Regions from separate parts of the Gossypium hirsutum genome. Here region 2 is linked to region 1. Evidence: chromatin contacts called from public Hi-C data. All regions are on one chromosome and are shown on one strand. Each heading gives the region's core, a stretch centred on a gene start, on an enhancer-like site or on the middle of the called end of the contact. The rest is flanking DNA. Distances are from core to core; before and after follow the strand shown. Region 1 has its middle 16 kb from the start of LOC107950098. Region 2 holds the start of LOC107950097 (ATPase 11, plasma membrane-type).

What was found. A called contact is a pair of places that touch in the nucleus more often than the background predicts.
Region 2: a contact with region 1 is called in a Hi-C map of leaf, with 4 times the contacts expected there. The contact joins the promoter of LOC107950097 here to the enhancer-like site in region 1. A contact is called at or near these places in 5 of 34 Hi-C or Micro-C datasets (leaf and seedling).

The regions. Positions count from the first base shown.
Region 1 is chrD03:37,419,627-37,424,452 of Gossypium_hirsutum_v2.1, reverse strand. No RefSeq gene overlaps it. Among protein-coding and RNA genes, the nearest start is that of LOC107950098, 16 kb to the right of the region's middle. Within about 2 kb of position 2,327, at least 4 of the 9 cell types and tissues checked have an H3K27ac peak or open chromatin away from gene starts, as enhancers often do. A contact at or near this core is called in leaf, where this site is marked.
Region 2 is chrD03:37,492,126-37,496,951 of Gossypium_hirsutum_v2.1, reverse strand. LOC107950097 (ATPase 11, plasma membrane-type) reads right to left here and starts at 2,897. Exons shown (of 21, transcript XM_041090056.1): 1 at 2,588-2,897; 2 at 2,393-2,495; 3 at 2,158-2,277; 4 at 1,975-2,073; 5 at 1,741-1,878; 6 at 1,483-1,617; 7 at 1,000-1,386; 8 at 794-913; 9 at 579-698; 10 at 353-475; 11 at 139-243; 12 at 1-14. The coding sequence starts at 2,446.

The sequences.
Region 1 (4,826 bases), core at 1,078-3,577:
AAAGAAATTGTGATATAAATTGAATTGAAGGTGTGGAGGAGAGAAGGCAGGTACTGAGATTGCTCCCTACCCTACCCTTACCATCCTTAGCTGGACCATTGCTTTTTACAACTTGTGGAGCTTATTGCACTACTGCTTCTTCAATCATATATATACTATTAATGCTTTTGATAAATACAGTATTATCCATATAAAAGAAATTCTAAATGAGGAATATAAGACAACAACACTATGGATGTAAAAGCCTTGATTTATTAGTGTAATAAAGTTATGAAAATATAGAAAATGCACGTTAGGTTTTCTGTATTACACTTGTAGCCTTTTATATATTGAATGTAACTAGGGCAGGTAGATAGGGGGTGTTATAATTTATTTTTTAATTTCCCTTATTAATAAAACAATAAGAAAGTACAATGAGTCTAGATAATATTCAGGAATACAAGGCCGATAGTGGCTTTGATGTTCTGGAAGCTCTCTACCATCTGCTCCTATTTAATCAATTAAATTCAGCTGAGTCGGTAATAAATAAATAAATAAATAAGCTGCTTCTATTTAATAATTAATTTTATTTCCAAATGCATTTTGACATATTTATAAGATTTACCAATCCAAGCACGCGTTACATCTATAAAGGATTTTTTCTATCATAAAATATTGTGATAGTGATCGCAAGATTAGATTTCGAGATAATAATGATGATGATAGATCATTTGAGATAAGGTTTTTCATGCATTATTGATGTGGTGAGAATTTTTGGTGGTTTATAACCGGAATTTGCTATTGGGATAGTCTACCTATGATAGGGTAAGAAACAATAATTGGTAGTTGATCGAGTTGATGCATCTCTAATACATTTTTTAACCTTCAAAGTGTTTTTATTGTTAGTTTGTCTTTCCCTTCTATCGAACTCTTGTAGGCATTTTTATTTGTCATTCTATACTATGTATCATGCCTACATATTACTGCTGTTTACGGTTTCTATAAATTAAAATATTATTTCATTAAAAAATAAAAAATATAAAAAGGAGATTTGAACTAAATTTAAATTTTTTTAAAAGAAAATACTATTATTAATAGGAACCATGAATAATAATAATGCAAAGACATGACACAAAGTACAAACAATAAATAAATCATTGCAAATTAATGCACAAATGTCATGTCTGCAAAGTAATCTAAAAAAAAAAAGACAATTTGACAGCAGCTGCAATACTGAAATAATTCAAAAACAAAATAATAGATTCATCAACTTGATCAAATTGCTGAAATTTGCATCCTAGCTTCACCATCATCAAATCAACTTGATGATAAACACCGATTGACCAAGAAAAAATTGCCTAAAGACCCAAGAAACCCACCGCATCAATGATGCACAAAAGACCAAGTCTTAGATGGCCTATTCTTCTCCTCATCATCTTGAATCTATCACCATCACTATGATCTATCATAATAAAGTCCTTCAAGAACGGTTCCTAATAGATCTAATAGCACCCTTATATTGACAAATCTCGCATATGTGCCAGAACATGACTAAAAATTAAAAGTAAAAATAAAATCGCATATGTTTTTAAAGAAAACATAGTGGACAAAACAAAACCACAAAAATTTTGTACAGAACAAAACTGCGAAACTATGAACAAAATAAAACTATGAAATTGTGGATAAAATCACGATAATATGGATTGAAATTAAAAAAAAAATACGAAAAAGGTATTGGAAAAACTACTACCAACAACCTAAAAAAGTTGAATGTAGAAAACGAAAAATACTAAAAAAACATAAAATAAGTAAATCTAATTTTTGAAATTGTGAAAGAGTTGTAATCATAATTAAATCTATATACATAATCATAATCTAATCAATTATTACATACACTAAATTGATAATTAACCCAAGAAATCAAAATAATCTCAAAATTTTCAAGGCCGAGTCCCAATCACAAACACAAATCAATTTAAGAGTTAAGATAGTTATAATACAAATATGATTTTACAAAATCAATTTTTTGTTATCTTCAATTAATTTGGTAAGTCGAGCTAGCTTTTCCACCAAATTATAAGAAAGAAAATTAAAGTTGATACTTATTACATAATTATAGATGTGTAAATTAAATAATATCATTTCAATAAAATTGTTAAAAGATAATTTTATTTCACTGACAAGTATATATTAAATATAAATCTGAAAAATTATTAAGCAATAAAATGTGAAAACAATAATGGATGATGGGTTTGTTTTATGTTATAGGGTCATAAAGCATCTGTATGCACTGCAACTTGTCCATTGACAAGTCCATATCTTGAACCTTGCCCACCCCCACAATGAGAAAAAAAAATGACATCATGGAGTGAAGCATGAAATTAAATGCTAGCCTACACACCCACATGTAATGCTAGGGCTTTCCATGATGGATAGAATATTGTAAATTGAGCTTTTCCCAACCACAAATTCCAAGAACCTATAGAATATTGTAACATCCTTGGATAAATTTTGAGGGTTTTCCAATAATTTCAAATATAAATAATAAAATCTCTTTTATAAAAATTAAGATATCCATTGTTATTTTTTAGAAAAAGAAAGAAAGAAAGAAAATTAACATTAATGAAAATACCTTAAACAGCACAATAATATATTCGAACACACAGGCCAAAAGAAGAAAAAAGATAAAAAGCAGGCTGAGGTTTGGGCAAGATAGCATTGCCAACAAAAAAGCATTGCTTTTTGGGAGGGTGGAAAATCCCAACATGAACGACCTTTTCCTTCAATTATTTCCTTTACTTTTTCAACCACTTTAATCGATCGTTGGGAGAAAAAAAATAAAAAGAAAGAAAAACACCCCAATCTCCTAATTCTAAATGCACTCAACCCACTTCCAATACATTTATTCCAAGACAACCCCATGTTATCCGAACCATCGTTTTGTGATTGCATCCTTTGCTACAAACTCCTTACTCCAACCATCTAACTCATGGATTCGTCTAAGCACGAGTTATTTCTAAGTCTATTTAGAATAGGATTTAAGTTATTGTCTCCCTTTTATCATCTAATTTTCATATCTTTTCAAGTTTTTTTATACAATATTAAGAGTAGGGAATAGGGGTAACACGATTCAAACCCATGCAAACAGGTGCTTCCTTTTAAGTTAAGACTTTCAAGTTTGAGTTAGACCAACATATATTTCATAAAATTTAATTGAAAAGGATTTTGAGTTCAAATCAAGGTAGTTATTATTGTACCTGTGGCCGTACCGTTTTTGTCTTAGTACTAGTACATATCTATACCCGCTTGTTTCGATATAAATGTTTTTAATTATTTTCTCGCATATTCATATTTATAGTCTAATTTTTAGTTTCTTGATAAATTATATATAAATTTCAATATTTTATATATAGTTATAGTCTAATTTTTATTTCTCATAAATTATGTTATTTTGATTAAAAAATAAATTATATATTATATTAACATGCAAATATATCTCAATTATATCCATATATATTTATATCTAAATGTAAGTTTTAAATTGATTAATTGGGTTGAATAATTCAATTTAATAACTTTTCATTTTCCATTTTAAATGTAATTTTGGAAAATGAAAATGGTTAAAATAAAATTTTTAAAAATTAGTTTAAAATGCTAAAATTTTGTATCAACCGGTACAAACTGATATTAATCGAAACGGATTGAGATACATTGAAATGACCGAAACATACCAAAATTTTAACTGAAACAGAACATAGACGATTTGCTACTGATTTAGAACTGAGACAATACGTATTAATGAATCCACACAATTCTGATATGATACCAATTACCATGTTTCAAATGGATTCTAACATTTTTCTTTTTTCGAATTTCGGCGAAATTTTCTTACTATTTTGAGTAGGATGCAAATATACATATATACATTAAAAAATAAATCAATATAATAATAACTTTAATTAAAAGAAAATTATCCACTTATAAAATATCTTTAGTTTTTGCTTATAAAATTGCATAATGAGGTAGTTTAAATGGAAAAGAAAAGCAATATGGACATAAAATGTTCTACCATAAAAATTATATTTATTATGGGATTAATATTTTGATACATTATCGTATAGATCTCATGCATTATCAATTAATAATAATATGACACATCATTATTGGTGTAAAATAAAAATATTGAAGGACTTGAAAATATATACAATTTATTTTATTTTATAAAATTAAAAATTAATTATAACTATTTTTTTCTCTCTTAGGTTTTGGGTTTTAGGTTCCCAATTTCAGATTTAATGTTTTTGCATTTATTTATGTTTAATGGTTATAGGTACTTTTTAATTTTTAAAATAAATTTATTTATATTTATTTTTGACCCTTCAATAATTTTTATTTTGCACTAATGACAATGTATTCTCTTATTATTTACTGGGGCATAAAATATATTCACTAATATTGCATTAAAATTTCTTCCTTTATTATGTCGTGACAATTTAGAGATGGATTTAATAATCCAAGCTATTTTAAAAAGAATCCAAGCTTTATTTAATATAGTTATTATCTTCCCTCTTAAGGGAGAAAAGTAATTTATTTTTAAAATCTTTTCTTCCTTTCCCAATGAAAAAAAAAAGTAAATTATGTTAAACTTCATTCAATTACTTTTTTTTCTGCTATTCAACTATATATAAAAAGTTACAAACTGATCATCTTTGGTAAATTTTTTTTTGGTCAGCAACTATAAAAAGTTATAAAATGGTCATTTAACTATTCAATTTTATTTTATTTTTTTCACCAGTTAGATAACATAAAAATAAAAACACCCAAAAATTTAAGTTAACTGAATGATA
Region 2 (4,826 bases), core at 1,648-4,147, 72 kb before region 1:
CCGTCTGGAACTTCCTGCAGTTAATGAAAAAAGTGACACATTTTGGTTAGTTATGATTTGATTACAGAAGACAGATAAGACAGCAGATAGCAGTAGGCACATAATGCTAGAGTAACGAAAACAAACAACAAAAGTTACCTGGTATGCCACTGCAAGAGATCGTAAACCCCGTTCGGCAAACTTATCAATGACCGCATGAACTCTTCTCTCAATGTCTGTCTTATTGTGTGCAAGATGTAAGATCTAGAAAGCATTTCAAAAGCAAGGGTTTAGGATGATATAAAAAAATTAAAAAAAGAAAAAAGAAAAAGAGGGAGCAAATTCAGGAATAAAGGAGGGAAGAACAAGCTACCTGCTCGGGTGCACCTTTACTAACTCTGTGCATTTTACCATCACTGTCAATATAGGTTAGAGCTGTTCTCTTATCAGTAGGATTGAATGGAAGGAAGTGTACTTCCCGAATGCCTGCACGTGCCTGTAAGAACCAAAAGAAGAAGATAAAAATACTCTGCAAGAAAACATAGTGGAAAAAATAATAAACCTGATAGATAAGAACATCACGGGATTAGACCAATTACCTCCTTTGGATCAGCCAGCATACCAACAATTGCAGAATCTATAGCATCTTGGTTCTCTGTTCTAGAGGCTCGGGCCGCCATCAGAACTACAGTGTCTGCATCTACTCCTTTGGCAAACACCTGATAAATCAACACAGACACAATTACAAACAATGAATTGCCTTCTGTGGAGAAAACATGCAGTTAGAATCAGATAACATCGATATCCAGCAGACCTCAATAAGATTTTTGTCAACTGTAAGTTTGTTCAGTGTCAGTGTTCCAGTCTTATCACTGCAAAGAACATCCATACCCGCCATTTCCTCAATTGCAGTCATTCTCTTCGTGATTGCCCCCTGTAGCAATAATAAACAAAACTTCAATGGATACCAAATACCTTGCACTGAGGTCAATTAAAAATATTCAAACAAATCCAACCAACCTGCTGGGATAGCCTATGAGAACCGATAGCCATGGTAACTGACAAAACTGTAGGCATGGCAATCGGGATCCCACCAATGAGAAGGACAAGAAGATTGTCAATTCCAGGACGGTAATCCCGGTCTTGAATTGGATACATCACAATTATCTCTATTACCATCCCCACTGCAATAGAACATATGCAGAAGTTTCCTATTGCTGTCAAGACCTTTTGGAAATGACCAACTTGGTTAGTGGTATCAACAAGGTGAGCCGCCTTCCCGAAGAAAGTATGGACACCGGTGGCAATAACCACAGCTTCGATCTCTCCTTGTTTGCAAGTAGAACCAGAGTAAATTCCATCACCAGGTCCTTTAGTTACAGGAAGGGACTCTCCCGTTAGTGCAGACTGCAAATACCAAAATTGCAGTCAGTACAAACAACTAAGATTTCAATAAATCAATATTAAGATGGTAAGCAAAGCAACAGTTATATTAAAACCTACCTGATCAATTTTAAGAGGATCACCCTCAAGTAATCGGGCATCAGCAGGAATAATATCACCTAGTTTGATACTTATTATGTCTCCAGGAACCAAAATAGCAGCATCTTGCTCGTTCCACCTTCCATCTCGAAGAACCTTTAATTAAGATTTCATTACCGATTAACAACGACAAAAAAACTCGAAAAAAATCATAAGAAAACTGCAGCCTTTAGCATAAAGCAGATACACAAAGCCCCTAACAAGAAACTCGAACAATACCTTTGCTTTAGGGGCAAGACGAGCCATTAGAGCGGCGGCTGCATTACCAGCATTATTTTCCTCGATAAAACTGATGGTGGAGTTGATGACAAGCAGAGTTATGATACCAACAAAGTCTTGCCAATCTGGTGGCTTTCCCTGCAATAGATAGAAGATAAATCATCAATAAGAACCCTGAAACAAAAAGATCTTGGAAATAATTTTGACATAGGACCAATTAAAAGAAGCACTCACTCCTCCATTTGCAAGAGCAATGGCCATGATAGCAGCAGCTTCCATAACCCATGAGAGAGGATTCCACATAAAGCCCAAAAACTTCAAGAATTTGCTCTCCTGGATGGTAAAGAGGCCTAAATCAGAACTCAGAAAACAGAAGGCATAGAAAAGTTAAAGGAATTGTAAAGATAAAAACAGTACCTTTTTCTCTTCAAGCTTGTTGTGTCCAAAAATGGTCAGCCTTTCTTCAGCAGCCTCAGTAGTGAGACCTTCTCTGCTACATCTCAGATTCTCAAAAACTTCTTCAATGGGTATATTTTCCTGTTATAAAAAAGACAATAACTCATAATATGAACCAAAAAAAAAACACTAGTGAACATGAAACATATCATAGTTCACAAGCAAAATCCATCAAAGTTTGGTCAGATCTATTTACCAAATCCACAGTTTCCTTCAATACAGCCTCCAAGACTTCATTTTTATCCCCCATTTTCTCTTGCTCTTAACTCAAGACTCCCAAAAAGATGAACTTTACCTCGCTGCAAAAAATAAGGAAAAGAAAAGAAGACATTACACAACTACCAAGAAAAGGAAAAAAGAAAAAGAAAAGTTGAAAGAAAAAAAATGATACCCAGTTTTCAAAAGGCTTGATCTTGAATTTAGATTACTGTTGAGGAACCAAAATGAGAACAGCCCAACAACTCCAAAACTACAACAAACCAGGAAAAAAGAAAAAGTCCAAACAGAGAAGAAGAAGAGGAACCGCTTAAAGAAGTAGTGGCAGTGTTGTTGTTGATAACTTTTTATACATGATTTTTATATACTATATCCAGTACTGCAGTAAGTAACAGTCCTATCATTTTCTATTAGTTGTTTCTCTTTCTTCTTTAGTTTTTTATATTTTATTTTTTACTTGAGAAAAAACATCCAAAAGCCACCTGACTGTAAATTTATACTACCATAAATGAATTATATTATATATCATTCTACTCTTTACTTTTTCTTTTCTAAATCAAGATATCAATGTGTGTCGCAATGACTACTTTTTTTCGCTGTTTTTGAAAAGTAAATAATTAAACCTTTAATCACATGAATAAGGAATAAAGAGCAACTATCATGTCACCTCTCATGGTTACACACATGCATCCGATATTATATTTGCTATATTATTATTTAAAATTCTTTAATGGTTGTAAAATTACAAAAATGTCATTTAACTATTTATCACCCATTTATTTTAGATTTTTTTGTGCTTTCATTTTTATATTAGTACTACTAATGTAGTTTACCTGAGAATACTTTTGTTTTTATATTTTTATATAATTTTAGATAAAAAAATATTACATATGATTTAAACTCAAAACAACATGATTTCCACTATCTCGACTTTATTATTTCGACCAAAGCAATATTTTATTTTTATATCAATTTCTTAAAATTTTATTACTTATATTTTTTCCACTAATATTGCTATAATTTACTCAAATTTAAACTCTTTAAAAATATATATCCACAGGATGTAAATATTTATGTAATAAATTTATAAAAATTGAAATAAAAGTTAAAAGGGTAAAGTTGAGATAGTGAGATTTTGATATTTTGGATTTAAATCTTACTCTTAAAATAGTATAGTTTATTTTGTAAAGTGAGATATTTTCATCTTTTTCTAACTAAATTTGTATCCAATTAACTTGTGACGTTCACTTAGTTGAAACATTCTTTACATACAAAATAACAAAATATATATTTATCTTTTTATATTTTTAAGAAAATAATACTATAATGTTAATTTAAACTTGAAACACATAAATTAATCATCTCAATTAATACTTCGCATGCATGCCGATAGAATCTTAACTCGATAGGCATGAGCAGTGTTGACAATGTAGGAGGACATGGGTTTGAATGCGCTGAAGTACATTATTTTCTTATTTATGGGTTGGGAAGAGACTACATTAAAAAGAACAAAAATGATGAAAACCCATAATAAAATTATTAAAAAGAAAATAGTTGGCATGGTTTTAGAAATGTAATGTTTGTTTAAAAGAACTAGGATGTTTTACCCTTTAGATTTGTCTGCTTTTGTTAACAATTTGTAGTCAATTTAATTAAAAATTAAGAAAACAGAAATTTATTAAAAACAACATTATGATAATACATTGTATATAAAATAATAGGAAGCTGAATTGGTGACAAAATAAAATTTACTATTTCAAAATGAATTTTAGTTTTAATATGCCCGTGTCTAATAAAACGCACATGCATGTTTGGCCTACGCTGCTGTCTCTTGAAGTTGATGACATGTAATAACGCCTCTACGTGTAAAATTTAAGAGAAAAATCCCTCTCTCTTTTTATGCGGGATTTATTACTTATCGATCTACTCTCTACCTATAATTCATCACAGAATGGATTCGGCTTTAATTCCTATTATTATTACATCAATCAACATGGATTCAAATATTGGATTTAAAAGTTACAAGACATATAAAATATATTAAAATATGAATTCGGATTTAAAATCTTTAAAAATAGCCATATAAATCAATTAAAGTTATTATATTGGTTGTTTTATTATAATTATTCTAAATGCTTCATTTATTTTCATTTCCTCTTTTTGCGGTTTAACTTTCATTTTTTTTACCTTTTTTATTAAAAAAAACCTTAGATAATAATCCTATCTATCCTAACTCGAATTTAAAAGTTTAACTCGATAAGTTTAAACTCAAATCCAATCCAATTCTATTTAATCATGAAAATTTAATAATTCGGACATGTCCAATCCATAATTACTTTAAATTCAAAATTGATTCAACTTCGAAATGACCGGAACTCGAAATAATTTGAATAAGTAAGTCGAAGTTACCCAAA